3 separate regions of the Sus scrofa genome follow, and regions 1 and 2 are each linked to region 3. The links are chromatin contacts, called in public Hi-C and HiChIP or PLAC-seq maps. All regions are on one chromosome and are shown on one strand. Each heading gives the region's core, a stretch centred on a gene start, on an enhancer-like site or on the middle of the called end of the contact. The rest is flanking DNA. Distances are from core to core; before and after follow the strand shown. Region 1 overlaps ASCC1 (activating signal cointegrator 1 complex subunit 1). Region 2 overlaps DNAJB12 (dnaJ homolog subfamily B member 12). Region 3 holds the start of ASCC1 (activating signal cointegrator 1 complex subunit 1).

Region 1 (4,539 bases), core at 876-3,375, 85 kb after region 3:
AAAAAAGGAAAGAAAGAATCTAGACTGAATGGAGAAAGAAATCTCTTGAAGTGACTCAAGCCAGCTTGGTTCCTTCAAAATTAGAATTAAAGCCCAAAAGGTATGTTTATGCAAGTGTGAGATGCTTTGACATCTGTAAGAGGGAAGTAACAGCAGGGAGCCTGAGAAGTGGCTGTTTGAACAGTGTGGATCTCTCACTTGATATTTGATTTCTCTTATTTTGGAAAGTCAGTTTTCCATTTAAAGATACTTGGGCTTGGAAATCTTCCTAACCACCCCAGCGATGACATGAATGTAGCTCCCTCTAGTGTTGGTGAAGGCTTGCTGTAGTAGTAGAACCCTTACAAGTTCATGCCTAGTTTTTGAGCTGGGCACAGCTAGGTACTTGGAAACTATTTAATCCAGTTCCTCATTTTAATCTCTTAGGGTGCAAGATCCAGTGTGGTTAAAGCATCTTGCCTAAGGTTACCGCTAGATAGTAGCAGAGTCTGATCAGAACAAAAAGATTCAAAAGTCACAAATTAGCGTTGCTTCTACTGTCTCCCATAAAGATGCTCAGTGTTCAGGTGGAGATCAGTAGATACTTGAAATTGGGCCTGTTTGAACTGTAATAATATCTGACTAGACATAAATGTTGGAGAAATGGATGTGCCATTTAGTCTAAAACTGGCTAATTAAGAATTAGGCCTTTGAGGAGTTCCCTTGGTGGCTCAGCAGAAACAAATCTGATTAGTATCCACGAGGACTGATACAGGTTCGATCTCTGGCCTTGCTCAGTGAGTTAAGGATCTGGCGTTGCCGTGGCTGTGGTGTAGGCTGGCAGCTACAGCTCCAATTTGACCCCTAGCCTAAGAATGTCCATATGCTGAGGGTTTAGCCCTAAAAAAGAAGACAAAAAAAAAAAAAAAAAAAAGAATTAGACTTTTGAGTTAAATATAATAATACTAACACCAACAGAAATACTTACGGACTGTATACCGTCTTTCAGACCATGTGTCCTTCAGATAAAACTCATCATGATACAGTCCCTACCTTCTAGGAGTTTCCTGTCTTTGAGAGTTACAGAGACCATTGCAGTATAAAATGATGGAGGCAAATTATGAGATGGAGGGGAAGTACCTTTGAACACAGGTAGTTGTAACAAAGCATCTTTAGAATTTCCAATATATTACTTTTTAATCATTATAGAATTAGAGATAATCTTTCACTTATATTCAATCAAGGGAATTAACTTTTCTTTGAGAATAAAGATAAAATGAGGTATCCATTAACTAGCCCCCTAAACATACATGAAGTGATAACTATATTTATGAAGTAGGTATAGCAGCCCAACTTTTGGAATTACCACAGATGGACAAGTCTTTCTTAATTAGAATATGAGAACCTATGGCCCCTGAAACCTTTGTAAAAAAAAAAAAAAAAAAGATTCAGAAAAACCGATGGATTTTATACATATAGTTTTGGTAGCAGATATAATTATTATGTTTAGAAAGGAAAAAAATACATATTTTCACTAACAAGACAGGAACTGACTTGGAGTAAACAGAAAGGTTAACCTTGGTTGTTAAGGAGCCCAAGCATATGTGTATAGCATATTAATAGCTGCATAGGTCAAGGATCAGGAATGCTGGTGATGGGAAGCAGCCTTGGAAAAAAATCAACTTCATCTGCTATTCAAAGAGAAACAAAACGAGAATGCAAGTCATTGCTCACTGCTGTAAGAATTTAATGAGTAACAGCCAATTGCTATTCTGCTCCATGAAGAGAATTAGTCCTTTTGGCTCCATGTGATATTATGTGTTCTGGATGCCTTAATAAGAAAAAAAAATTTCCAATGACTTTTGGAGGTAGAAGCCACATTTTTCTTTTGTACAGCTCTTTTGAGAGTTGTTGCAGCTACAATAGACTATAGTATCTGGTTATTCTTAGTTAAAAAAAGAATTTTCTTACCTTAAGAAGGACTTTGAAATAAGAACTGACAGCTGAAGAACAATCCCCTTGTGTTTTTCAAACCAGAAAAGGAATACATTTAGTTATGGTAGTTTTTTATGAGAGAATGACAGATAGCTCTGAAAGAAGGATGTGTGAGTGAACAAGATCTAGACCAAATTAATAGGACAGTGTCCTGTCTAAAAGTTTCCATTTCCTATCTAAGAGATAGGAACAAAGATAGGATCTGTTTATCTGTAACGCAGTGATAAACTTGTAAATGGAGAAATCATGCTGACCTAAAGATATACTGCCAGGAAATAACTGCTCCCTCACTAGACAGAAGTGAAAAAGTCATTAACTGCCAACTTCTGGAGAGAGAAGTAGTCTTAATGGCAGTCTGTTTGGGAGGCCTTATGAAATGGCCTTATACGATTGAATCAGTATTCCAAGACTGTGCTCTCAGCAGATTGAACTAGGGGTATAGTATTAACTGTTTAAAAGCATAGCTTCTAACTGCAAAGTAGAGAGGAGACTTTAGAGCTCTAACTGCACTCTCCAGAGGAGAGGATTTGGTACAAATAAAAGCACAGTAATGTATTTGGAAAGGAATAGAAAGTACTATAGGTCCCGTATCAAAGGACACTGTGAAAGTGCAATTTCTTTAGGTACTTAAAATCCTGGAACACATAAACCAAGTGAAAAGGAGATGAATTTGCGCCTTTTCCATTTTACATATAAGAATATTTAAATTTAGAAAAAGAGGCATTTGGAAATATTTAACAATATTAATATTTAATAGTACTTTACTTGAAAATATGTTTTAAATCTGTCTAGCTACATTGAAATTTCTCTTGAAAGATGTAAATGAGAGTAACTCAACTATTTCATTCATTTTTGCTTTTGTTCCATCTTTGTCCCTTTAAAAGGACAGTTAGAATGAGTACATTTAAATGAGAGCTTTATTTACTTTGCTTTTTTCAGAAGTTTCTGTAAAGGAAGCTGTTTAAAAATACATACTATTTATTTTCTTCGGTAAAAGTGCATAAAACATGTATGTTTTATTTAACAAATAATCATAAAGTGAACAGTGTAACTAGCACCAAGGTCAGAAAGCAGGCTGTACCTCATATGTCTCCCTGGCGAACTCTTTGGTCTGTTTGTCCTAAGGTAACAAAGGCAAAATTAAGTTCTTAAACACTCTTAGCTTGTTTTCAGTGATTTCTTTGTTTCACAGTATTAAAAGAATACTGAAAAGATGAATTTACTTTTTTTTTTTTCAAAGGAAGAGAGATGAGTTTGAGAACTAGGTAGTAATTGTTTTTAAAGATATTAATGACTATAAAGGAAGATTAACATTTGGAAAATATATTATTTCTTGGCGTTCCTCTTGTAGCTCAGCATGTTAAGAACCTAACTAGTATCCATGAGGATTCAGGTTTGATCCCTGGCCATGTTCAAGGATGTGACGTTGCTGCAAGCTGCGGTATAGGTCACAGATGCAGCTTGGTCCAGTGTTGCTGTGGCTGTGGTGTAGGCCGGCAGCTGCAGCTCCGATTCGACCCCTAGCCTGGGAACTTCCATGTGCTACAGGTACATAAAAAAAAAAAAAAAAGGTATATGATTTCTAAGGAAGCAAAAGTATTGTGGTTTTTATTATCCAATTCAATTCTGTACTGTATTACATACTGTTTTTGAAAATTACTTCTTAGTCACTTGGCTCTTCTTAGAATTTTTTTTCCCCAAAACTCAGCTTTTTCAGAAAGCCTTCCTTGAAAAATCTATCACTAAATGTTCCATTAAATTGTTATGTCAGTATAAATAACAGCAAATTGAATGTAGAATAAAGTTTATCTAAAAAAAAAAAAAAAAAAAAAAGAGTACCCATTGTGGCTCAGCAGTTAACGAGTCTGACCAAGATCCATGAGGATGCAGGTTCCATCCCTGGCCTCACTCAGTGGGTTAAGGATACAGTGGTGCCGTGAGCTGTGGTGTAGGTCACAGATGTGGCTCGATCCCACATTGCTGTGGCTTTGGGGTAGACCAGTGGCCACAGCTCCAATTAGACCCCTAGCCTGGGAACCTTCATATGCCACGGGTGAGGCCCTAAAAAGCAAAAAAAAAAAGTTATCTCTCATTACCACTGTAGCCATAGTGTCATCTTTACTTCATGATATTTCTGTGTCTTGAAATTTTAATTTTATTTAAGCATAACCACTAAGCAGATGTCACTTTCTCTTTAAGCTATTTATGCTTAAATCCTGTTGACACTTATTAAATTCTGTTCACTTGGACATACTAATATTTTGTAATAGCTTTTATCCATAATATTGGAAATAATCACATCAGTCTCAACAATCACGTAAAATAGGCAGCTTGTTAGAGAAGCAGATGTACAACTTTCTGAAGAATTTCACTTGGAACATAAAAATGAAATGTTGTAGAAAAGGTCTGTATGAGAAGAGAGTTCATAGAAATAACAGATACACTCACATACATGTATTCATTTAAGGGTTGGAGGATAAAGTCAAGGAAATCTCGCAAGGTGGAGAAATAGAAAATATGAGGGGAAAAATATGATAAAGAGGATCCTCAGGCAGTGTAAAAATT
Region 2 (4,243 bases), core at 627-3,126, 85 kb before region 3:
TCAAAGGCTAGACATTAGCCATAGCTGACAGCATAAGGAAAGTCGGGTCCTAGCTTTTAACAGTCCCCTCAACCCCAGCCTGGTTTTGATGGCAGCAGCAATCATGACAGTATAAATCTGTGGAAAACTTGGAAGGTTGCCAGGTTTATGGTTAAGCTGGGGGCGGGGGCAGGGTGTGGAGCAGGCTGCAGGGGGAGAAATTCCTCCTAAGGCCAGGCGCCAGGTTAGTATGGAGTCACAGTGGAGGCCCCAAACGGCCTGTAGGGATGAGACCACCCCCCTACACCCCACCCCGCCAAGCTCTGGCCAGCTCAGGTGGGCGCTTTGCCTGGTGCCCAGGAGCCCTCTGACCCCTAGCCACAGAGAACAGCAGGGTTGGCGGGGGACCAGGTTCTGCCTGACCACCAGCCCCCTTTAGTTCCTAAATCAGTTTGGCCTTATAGGTGCCCCAGGGCACAGCCCCATTGTTGCTACTGATTTTTCCTAAGTCGTGGAGCAAGGACTTTAGATGGCTTTTTCTCCAAGATTCAATCAGGTGGTGCCCAGGACGCTGGGGCAGCAGCCAACTCCTGAAAAAAGTCCATGACCATGGACATCTCTGTCTCTACCCTCCATGGACATGACGCCACCCGGCCTTCTCTTGCACATTGGACAAAGGATGCACCTGAACCATTTTCTTACTTTCACCGTCAAATGAGGATTTTTCTCAAAACAGCAGTTGCTGCCAGGGGGAAGGGAGGGAGGTTTTATTTATTCCCACAGTTTATACTGGGCCTTTTGGAATTACCTTTTTTTCCCCAAATTTTCCTCTGGCGGTGAGTGTGTCACTGAGCCTGCCATCCTCCGAAGCCTTACTACCCCAAGCTGCCAGCCAGGAGGGGATAACCACCCTCCCAGAGCTTCTCTCAGCTCTTTTTTTAAAAGTCCCCAACATAGGATTCTTGCTGGGAAAGGAAGCTTGGTTAAGAAATGTCAAACATGGTTTTTACAAGGTCTTGCCCTGTGACGAAGCAGCCACCCCAGTCCAGAGAGATGCTCAGAACTGGATGTGGGTGAGAGCGCCCTGCCCACAGTGGCCCCGGTGCTCTGCGCCCACCACCCCGACCACCTGGTCTCAGTAGATGTCCCTAGATGGGCTGAGCCATGTGCAATAAGAACGTAGATCCTAATGGATCCCCTGAGAAGCTGTATTTCTTGAATTAGAATTCTGAAATTGTATATCTATAAATATATGTTTATTACGTGATTGGCTGGCCTTGGTGGGTCTGTGTTGGGCAAGGGGGATGAGCTGGGGGCGGGCACAAGCACCTGTTGCTGCTGACACGGTACAGCCCAGACCACAGGGAGTTTTTGGTGGCAAGCCTAAGGGTCCCGTCCCCCCCCCCCGACTCCCCACCGCTGGCCCGGCCCCAGGTGACAGCCACTTCAGTCACAAGTGTACCCCTCCAGGTAAGGGTAAGAGGCTCAATTGGGCCAGGACCCTGAGGTTCCTGATACCGGTCCAGGGTGGGCAACCTGGGCCATGATCACAGCCTCTGCCTCCCCCTCGTCCAGCTCCCTCCCTTCATTCCCTTGGGCCTGCTGTGAGGCAAACATTCAGAACCTCCCTTCCCCCACCCTGGATCCAGATCGAGGGAAAAGTTCTCCCAAGTTTCCATCTGTGGTTGCACTACCTTCCCAGCCATCCTTCCCACACTGGCTCCACAGCCCGCCCTCCTCCCCCAGAAGATTGGAAAAGTTAAAAATGTGGCAGCCCCGGTAAGGCTTTCTGTGAATGGAGCAGCAGATCTGCCCGGGCCTCCCAGAGACAGAGCCCGGCAGCCCTGACTGGTGGCCCGAGGCCCCTCCTGCGGCTGCTCCAGCCAAAGACAGGCAGGCTGCCCGGTGGTGCCACTGCAGCCCGGGAGCTCATTGGCTGCCCCCACCAGGGTCACCGCAGCCTGCCCGGCCCGCTCTGCGAGCTGCCACTTGTTGGCTGCAGTTAGCAGGGGCGTTGCCAGCCGCCCCTGTTTACCCACCCCAACTCCCTGCCCTCGTGTGTGGCTCTGAGAGCCAGAGGGGTGGGAGAGACTCCTTCCAACTGTTTGCTGTAAAAAAGAGCCTTTGACAAGTGTCCCCACCCACTGTCAGGTGGCAAACAAGGCTCTCGTCCATCCAAGCTCCTGGGATCAGTCAGCTTATCTTTTGGTCCCAGGCTGCCGCCAGGTCTCCCAAGGACAAGGAGCACACACCCCAGCCCTCCCCACCGGGCAGAGTCTCCTGGGGCAGAGTCTCCTGGCCTTTGAGGGAAGGCACACAGACAGACTCAGCTAAATAGGCGGTTGACAACAGTGTTGGCTCTTGAGGAACTCAGAATCCTTACCAAATGTCACACCATGTGATTTGAGTGAGTCAGCCCATTTGCCAGAGTAGGAAACTAAGCCCTAGGGTAGGGAACGTGATGCCCAAGGCTCTCCATAAAACTGTGCATGTCTTTGGGGTCTGTGGAGCAGAACCATCATTTTGAAAACATTTGCTGAACCCGAATTCACTGTCCTTGAGGGGATCAAATCCACTCGTACCAAGAGGAGTGGCAGGAACCCTGAGTTCAGAATGGTGGGAAAGGCCCTAAGGAAAACAGGATTTAATCTGAGGAGCTGGGTGTGTGTGGGCTGCCCTTGTGAGCCATACCCCCTGCCTCCTGGTGGTGACAAAGGTGTCCACCTGGCTTGTGGGGCACATTCCCAGGGCTGGTGTCACCTCTGAAAGGCAGCACAGTGGATCCGTTGGGTGTGGGTGTAGACCCCACAGCCTGGCTTGCCTGGGTTGATCCATGTACTGACTGGGTAGCCTTGTGTGTGTCACTCAACCTCCCTCTCCCTCTATGGCCTCATCTTCATGTGAGTAATAAAACCACCTACCTCATTGGGTCACTGTGAGAAGTAAAAGTGATCACATATACACACTTTAAAAAACCAGCCTGGTACATAGAAAGCTCTGTTTTAAGTATTGTTATTCATCCTCAGTCAAGGAAGATTGACTGAGCACAGACTGGGTGTGAAGTCCCCACCGAAACCACAACTACGACTGAGACTCGGCCTGCCCGATAGGAACTACGGGTGTGAAGGAGCCGGTGATCAGCAGACCCCGGTGGGCAGAGGACTGTGAGAAAAACAAACCCTGGAGCATGGCAGGTGCCAGCAGCTCTGGCTGGAGGTAAAGAAACGGTCACCTGTGAAGGAGGAGGGAGTTGGGACAGGGCTCCAGGTGGGGTGGACACTCTGCTGCAGGGGACAGTGTGGACAAAGTCCTGGAGCTGGGAAAGTCCAGAGTGACCGCATTCAGGGAACAGTTCACACGCCAGGGCCCCAATCTATAGTTGTCATCTTGCCAGTCACAACCAGTGGCCTTGGGCGGAGAAAGAACCTTACTAAGAATGAATGAGTGAGAGAGCCTGTGTCTCCTGAATCCTGGCAGTCCCCTGTCCCCTCTGTTAGGCATTTGGCAAGAGCCTCTGAACCCTTCCTCGTGCTGGGCTCTGCCCTGTAGCCTGTATGGGTGGCCATGCAGGAGCAGGGAGGGCAGTGGGGGGCAGAGGCTGGCAAAGCTGGAGGCCTAGGTTGTGGTGTTCACACTGTTACCTCGTCCGCCCCGACCCTCATGGAGGGATGTTTCACCAGGATCAGAGCCCAGGCTTCTGATCACTTCCAAAGCCCCACAGCTGTTTAGGCAGGAAATAAAGGTCCAGCGCCCACACAGGACAAAGGGTTCAAGGGGCAGCTCTAGGACCCCCCACCCCCACCCCACGGCCAAGCAGCCCTCCCAGAGCCCAGGAGCTGGGGCTTTGCCTGGGAGAAGAGTGGGGAGTCTGACCACAGCACCTTATTTACCGGGTCCCCCTACCCCTTCATTAATTTAGTCTAAACAAAGTCCAAGGGAGGGCAGGCTGCCTTGAGTAGCTCTGACTCTGGCTGGGGTTTTCCTTGGGGAGGGCAGGGTATAGTCCCAGTGGAGCTGGCGCTGGTAAGGAAGGCCAAGAGGTCGGGCTCAGGCCCTCAGAGACTCCGCTCATGAGTCCCACTGCCTTAACTGGATGGATTGTTATTGCCATTTTTCCTACGGACCCAGTGAAGGGGCCCAGGAGACAGGCACCCACATAGCACAGGAGGATGCTGGCAGCCTCTTTACAGATGAGGGAAGTGGAAGCTGGAAGGATGGAGTGAGGTCCTTCTCCTGGCCCCATGTGACCTGTAGGTCCCTCACA
Region 3 (4,695 bases), core at 598-3,097:
TTAAAAATTTAGGTGAGATTCTGAGTGCTACCAGCAGGTGGTATGTGATGAATGAAAGTGAAACAAACAATAAACCCTAGTTTGTAACTGTTCTATGAAGGCAGTCACTTGGATCACCAGAACCAAACATTATGCTTGGCCTATACTAAGTAGCTGTTGATTTAAATAAATGTTTGCTGAATGAGTTAAGCATTTCACAGAACCACAAGATTCCTCCTTTAAGGTCATCTAATCCACTTCCCTTATTTTACAGATGACCAAACAAAACTGAGGTGTAGAGACTTTAGCTTATTTGCTGGGCCATATTTTAAACAATGGCTTTTTGGCATGTCATGTGCCATGTGAGAGGTGAAAGAGCATAGTGGTTAAGAGGTCAGGCTGAAGCCTCTTGGTCTAGGCTCGTATCTGTATGACTCGGGACAAATCATTTAACTTCTTTACTCTTCAGTTGCCTCATCTCTAAAATTGGGATAATGATAGTGCCTACCTCAGACATGTTAGGAAGCTTAATATAATTAAAGCAATTTGAACAGTTATAGGTACAGTAAACACTTAATATTAGTTATCCAAAATCACTAATGATTTTTTCCTGAATCATTTTTTCCCTATGCCAGATCAGTTTTTTTAAATGATTTTTATTTTTTCCATTAAGTTGGTTTACAGTGTCCTGTCAATTTCCTACTGTACAGCAAAGTGACCCAGTCACGCACACATATATACATTCTTTTTCTTACATTATCTTCCATCATGCTTCATCACAAGTGACTAGATATAGTTCCCAGTGCCATACAGCAGGATCTCACTGCTTTATCCAGATCCCGGTTTTTCATACTTATTGTTTCAACACACTCAAGGGAAAAGTTATTACTCCCTCCATTTGACATATAGTCAGCACACTCCTAGAGGGGAAAGAACCTGCTCAGAAAGAGGGAACATGCACTTCACACTAACATGCACTTCACACTTTTAAGGTTCATAATCTTAGGAAGAACCCCTTTCTTAGGAAAAGGGGGAGGAGTTATCTTTTTACCCTGGAGGCCTAGCACAGAACCTGGATCACAATTTCTCCTGAATAATGAACAAATGACAGAACACAGGGCGAGCAGCTCAGCAAAGGTTACCCAGGGGCTAGAGAAGATTGGTATGAAGAGGACTGGTTCATTATCATTTTGTTTTTCTTCCTCATTCTGCAGATCTATTTACATAACTCTTTCTCCCACTTGGCTGCTATGCCCAAAGTTGATGCTCTGTAAAATTTTGACAAATGTTTAAATACTGATGATGAGGTAACCTGGGATTTGACGCTATCAGGAAAGCTGGAACTATTAGCAGTAGCGATCCTTGCAGTAGAACAATGCTCTCTGGGGAGATACAGCACGGCTGTGTTCACATTGGTGAGATAATCAACACATTTACTTCATATACGATGGGGATGACCTCGTATTCATAAACTACTTTCCTTCCTGGCAGATATATACCTATCTTAGAAAGAACCTTTTCCTTTTAAAAATGTCCTATCATAAAGATACTGAAGGAAGTACGCTGGTACAATGGCAAATTATTAGAAGCAATTATTAAACTCCATCATCAAGAAAACATTCATTCCGCTGTGTTTCACTTAAACAGCTGGATTACCATTCAAAAAGATGTGCAGCTAAAAACAAGTGGGGCGGAAAGAAATGGGCTGCCAAGAGGAGGGATCAGAACGCCAACGGTTCTCAAGCTACCTCCAAGTCACAGCCACAGCCTCACCCCCACCCCCACCCCGACCCGCCATCGAGTCCCCAGAGGGCTACGCCAACAGCGCCGTTCCACTGCGCAGGCGCCAGCCCTCGGCCCGCATGCGCACTAGCCAGGCGCGGCCTAAGGAAATTTCCTCTTGCACGCCCTCTGCGGCAGGCTCCCATTCCTCCTCCTACTTTCTCCATTTTACTAGTCCCTGCAGGTAGGATCCCAGAGATCAAGTCCCTTTCCACCAGGCTCTCGAGGGTCCCTGAGCCCTCGGCCACTTACCTCAGCAGCTTTGGCACTTTCCCCTACAGCCCCGCCCCCAAGGCCGACTGGTGCGGCCGAGTTAACATCGACAAGGGCGGCGCCGTGCTCGCGCCCGCGTGGAGGGACCGGCAGCGGCGTGCGCGTGCCCCTTGCAGTAGTGGGCGTGGCCGGGGCGGAGAGGACTTCCGGGTCCTTCTCCTCCTCGTTCCCGGATTTTCTTTTTGCTGTGGGGTCCGTATTTCTCCGCTACCTTTGGAGTACTCGTTTTATTTTTTCTTGCTCACTTTTGTCATTTAGGGTTTTATCTTAACGCACGGCATTTCAGGCCTTCTGCTTTGCTCTCTCTTACCAAACCGTCACGCTGCAGGGTTAAATTTGTTATTCCGCCATCCTTCTGAGCAGACTCGTATCCCAAGGAAAGGCAGATGAACAGCTTCCTATCTCAGACAACGCTCTTTCCCAGAGCTCAGTCTCAGCGCCCTTCCTTAACATTAAAATCTACTTTTGTGGAGAGATTTATTTGAAAGGTCCTGGAGGAATAGGGCACTAGGATGTAAAGTCATTAAACTTGATAATTATACCCCTTCTGACATTCAAGTCTGTTTATTTTACTTATTATTTTATTCATTTTACTGCTAATCTCAACAGGAAATCACCACTTGGTTCTGTAAGCAAATTACCAATTAAAGCTATTTTCTTGCTGGGATTGGGTTGAGCGTTAGGGTATTTAGTGAGAATTGATTTTTTGAGGGGGAACTCTAACTTATTTTGGGCTTCATGACCGTCTAACACATATAGTGGGAACATTGGTTGAGCTTAACTATGGCTAGCCCATAAGGAATCTTTGTTTCCAGATTTTTTTTTTCTTTTTTTCAGGCTGCACCCACGGCATGTTGAACTTCCCAGCCTAGGGGTCGAATTGAAGCTGTAGCTGCCAGCCTACACCACAACCACAGCAACGTGGGGGATCTAAGCCCACAGGAACTATACCACAGCTCACAGAAATGTTGGATCCTTAACCCACTGAGCAAGGCCAGGGATGGAACCCGCATCCTCATGATTCCTAGTCGGGTTTGTTAACCACTGAGCAATGAAGGGAACTCCTCTTTCCAGAATTATTGATTCTTTAAGTGATGTTTAGAAGCTTGGCCTCTCAGTGAAGTGATGTACAGTTTGGGGGCCCACAGAAATTGGATTCCTCCCCTCAGCAATGTGTTCGTTTGGAGAACCATGTTGCTTAAGTCATATTTGATTCTGATAGGCATTTTGATTTTGTTGCGCATATAGTTTTAACACCTCTAAAAGTTCTTCAGGATCTTTTGTCCTCCCCTTGAGGATAAGTGTATTAAATATCCCTGCTTTTCTTAATTACCATGCTGGTTAGAGTGGGTGAGACACTGCAAATGTTTAGGTAAACACAGAAGATTGCATTTTACTCCTAAAGGTTAATGTTACAAAGAGACCTCTGTTCTTTCTGTCAAAGCCATGGACAAGCTCAGTATCTTTTAATCACTTTTTTGGGGAATGCCAATAGTTTACAAATTATCTAGAGTGAGCCAGCAGTGGAATAGTGTAGTGGAAACTGCATCAGTTGGCTTAAAACAGCTTATAGATAGGAGAAATCGAATGGAAACAGTGCTGCTTTGGCTTGGGATGTATTGTGAACTGATGCCCAATTTTGTTCTTTCATACCTACATAAAGATCTAGATAATAGAGGTAGGGTTTATTTCTGATTAAAACAAAAGGTAAGGTGATCATTTATTTTTCAGGATTTCGCTGGACTGTTTGGAGAAAGTGTCATGGAAGTTCTGCGTCCACAGCTTCTAAGAATCGGTGGCCGGGTTTACAGGAAGAATCCCATCCAAGAACAGACTTATCAACATGAAGAAGAAGACGATGATTATTATCACGGTAATCCTAGTTGCTCTTTGGTCTCATTACAAGTAAAGTGTTCTCTGTATTGTAGCAGCAATTCTTTGTTTTGTTTCAGTGTGTTTCTGTGTGAGCACTGATTTGAAATGTTTGGCCGCTCACGGCGTCCTTTGTGTTGATGTCCAAGGGCACTGATGTGCTTGAGTTTGACAAGGCATTCTGGGTTCATGAGTCAAGATGTGTTTCATCTTTGCATAGAAGCTTACATGTAATAATGAGTAATTTTAGTTAACTGTTAATATTAACCCTTAATATTCTTTGACAGAATTAAGTTTTTTTTAATCTGTGAAGTTATAAACTAATTTATATAAATTATTGAAACAAATGAACACATGTAAAGGTGTTTCATCCAGCACCCAACATTAGCTGTTGTTACTGTGTCGTAATTTCTTTTCCTCTGCAATCATATACAGGCAGTTTCAAGTACAAAACCAACATTATTATTATTCAGGGGTAATTTTAAGAAGTTAACAGTTGAGATGGATTATAAGTACTTTCAAGACTTGGGTTTAATAGGGCCTTTCAGGTTCTCTGCTTTCTTTTCCTTTTGGTTTATAAGCTTTTCCATTAGGGCCTAAGGCTTGAGGGTTAGTCTTCCCCTGGGTCCTCACCAGGGGTTCCCTTTAGCCTTGGGGCCTTAACCCCTTTATTTCACCCTCCTCCTTTCTCTTTGTCTTGGCTGTATGGATAAAGTTCTCCCAGCGTCCCTTCTACCTCATTCACTGCAGTGATTTTGCATCTTAATACTAAAAAACCACTGAGTACAT

The links. Hi-C and Micro-C count contacts between places; a contact is called where the count stands out from the background. HiChIP or PLAC-seq counts read pairs in DNA pulled down with a chosen protein or histone mark.
Region 1: a contact with region 3 is called in a Hi-C map of embryonic fibroblasts, with 2.6 times the contacts expected there. The contact joins the enhancer-like site here to the promoter of ASCC1 in region 3. A contact is called at or near these places in 3 of 5 promoter capture datasets (fetal skeletal muscle and liver), 22 of 47 Hi-C or Micro-C datasets (alveolar macrophages, blood, brain and 11 more) and 2 of 2 datasets of contacts at active chromatin or transcription factors (alveolar macrophages and skeletal muscle).
Region 2: an H3K27ac HiChIP or PLAC-seq map of alveolar macrophages shows a contact between it and region 3, with 6 times the contacts expected there. The contact joins the enhancer-like site here to the promoter of ASCC1 in region 3. A contact is called at or near these places in 3 of 5 promoter capture datasets (fetal liver, liver and skeletal muscle), 23 of 47 Hi-C or Micro-C datasets (adipose tissue, alveolar macrophages, blood and 11 more) and 2 of 2 datasets of contacts at active chromatin or transcription factors (alveolar macrophages and skeletal muscle).

Annotation. Positions count from the first base shown.
Region 1 is chr14:74,995,602-75,000,140 of Sscrofa11.1, reverse strand. All of the region lies in intron 9 of ASCC1 (activating signal cointegrator 1 complex subunit 1), which reads left to right. Among named protein-coding and RNA genes, the nearest start is that of SPOCK2, 30 kb to the right of the region's middle. Within about 2 kb of position 2,125, at least 21 of the 83 cell types and tissues checked have an H3K27ac peak or open chromatin away from gene starts, as enhancers often do. A contact at or near this core is called in embryonic fibroblasts, fetal skeletal muscle, retroperitoneal adipose tissue and 1 more, where this site is marked.
Region 2 is chr14:75,166,079-75,170,321 of Sscrofa11.1, reverse strand. It overlaps DNAJB12 (dnaJ homolog subfamily B member 12), which reads left to right. Exons shown (of 9, transcript XM_013983329.1): 9 at 1-1,246. Among named protein-coding and RNA genes, the nearest start is that of DNAJB12, 22 kb to the left of the region's middle. Within about 2 kb of position 1,876, at least 73 of the 83 cell types and tissues checked have an H3K27ac peak or open chromatin away from gene starts, as enhancers often do. A contact at or near this core is called in adipose tissue, alveolar macrophages, brain and 9 more, where this site is marked.
Region 3 is chr14:75,080,133-75,084,827 of Sscrofa11.1, reverse strand. ASCC1 (activating signal cointegrator 1 complex subunit 1) reads left to right here and starts at 1,847. Exons shown (of 11, transcript NM_001244083.1): 1 at 1,847-1,945; 2 at 3,766-3,907. The coding sequence starts at 3,796. It overlaps ANAPC16 (anaphase promoting complex subunit 16), which reads right to left and starts at 2,155. Exons shown (of 4, transcript NM_001190225.1): 1 at 2,014-2,155.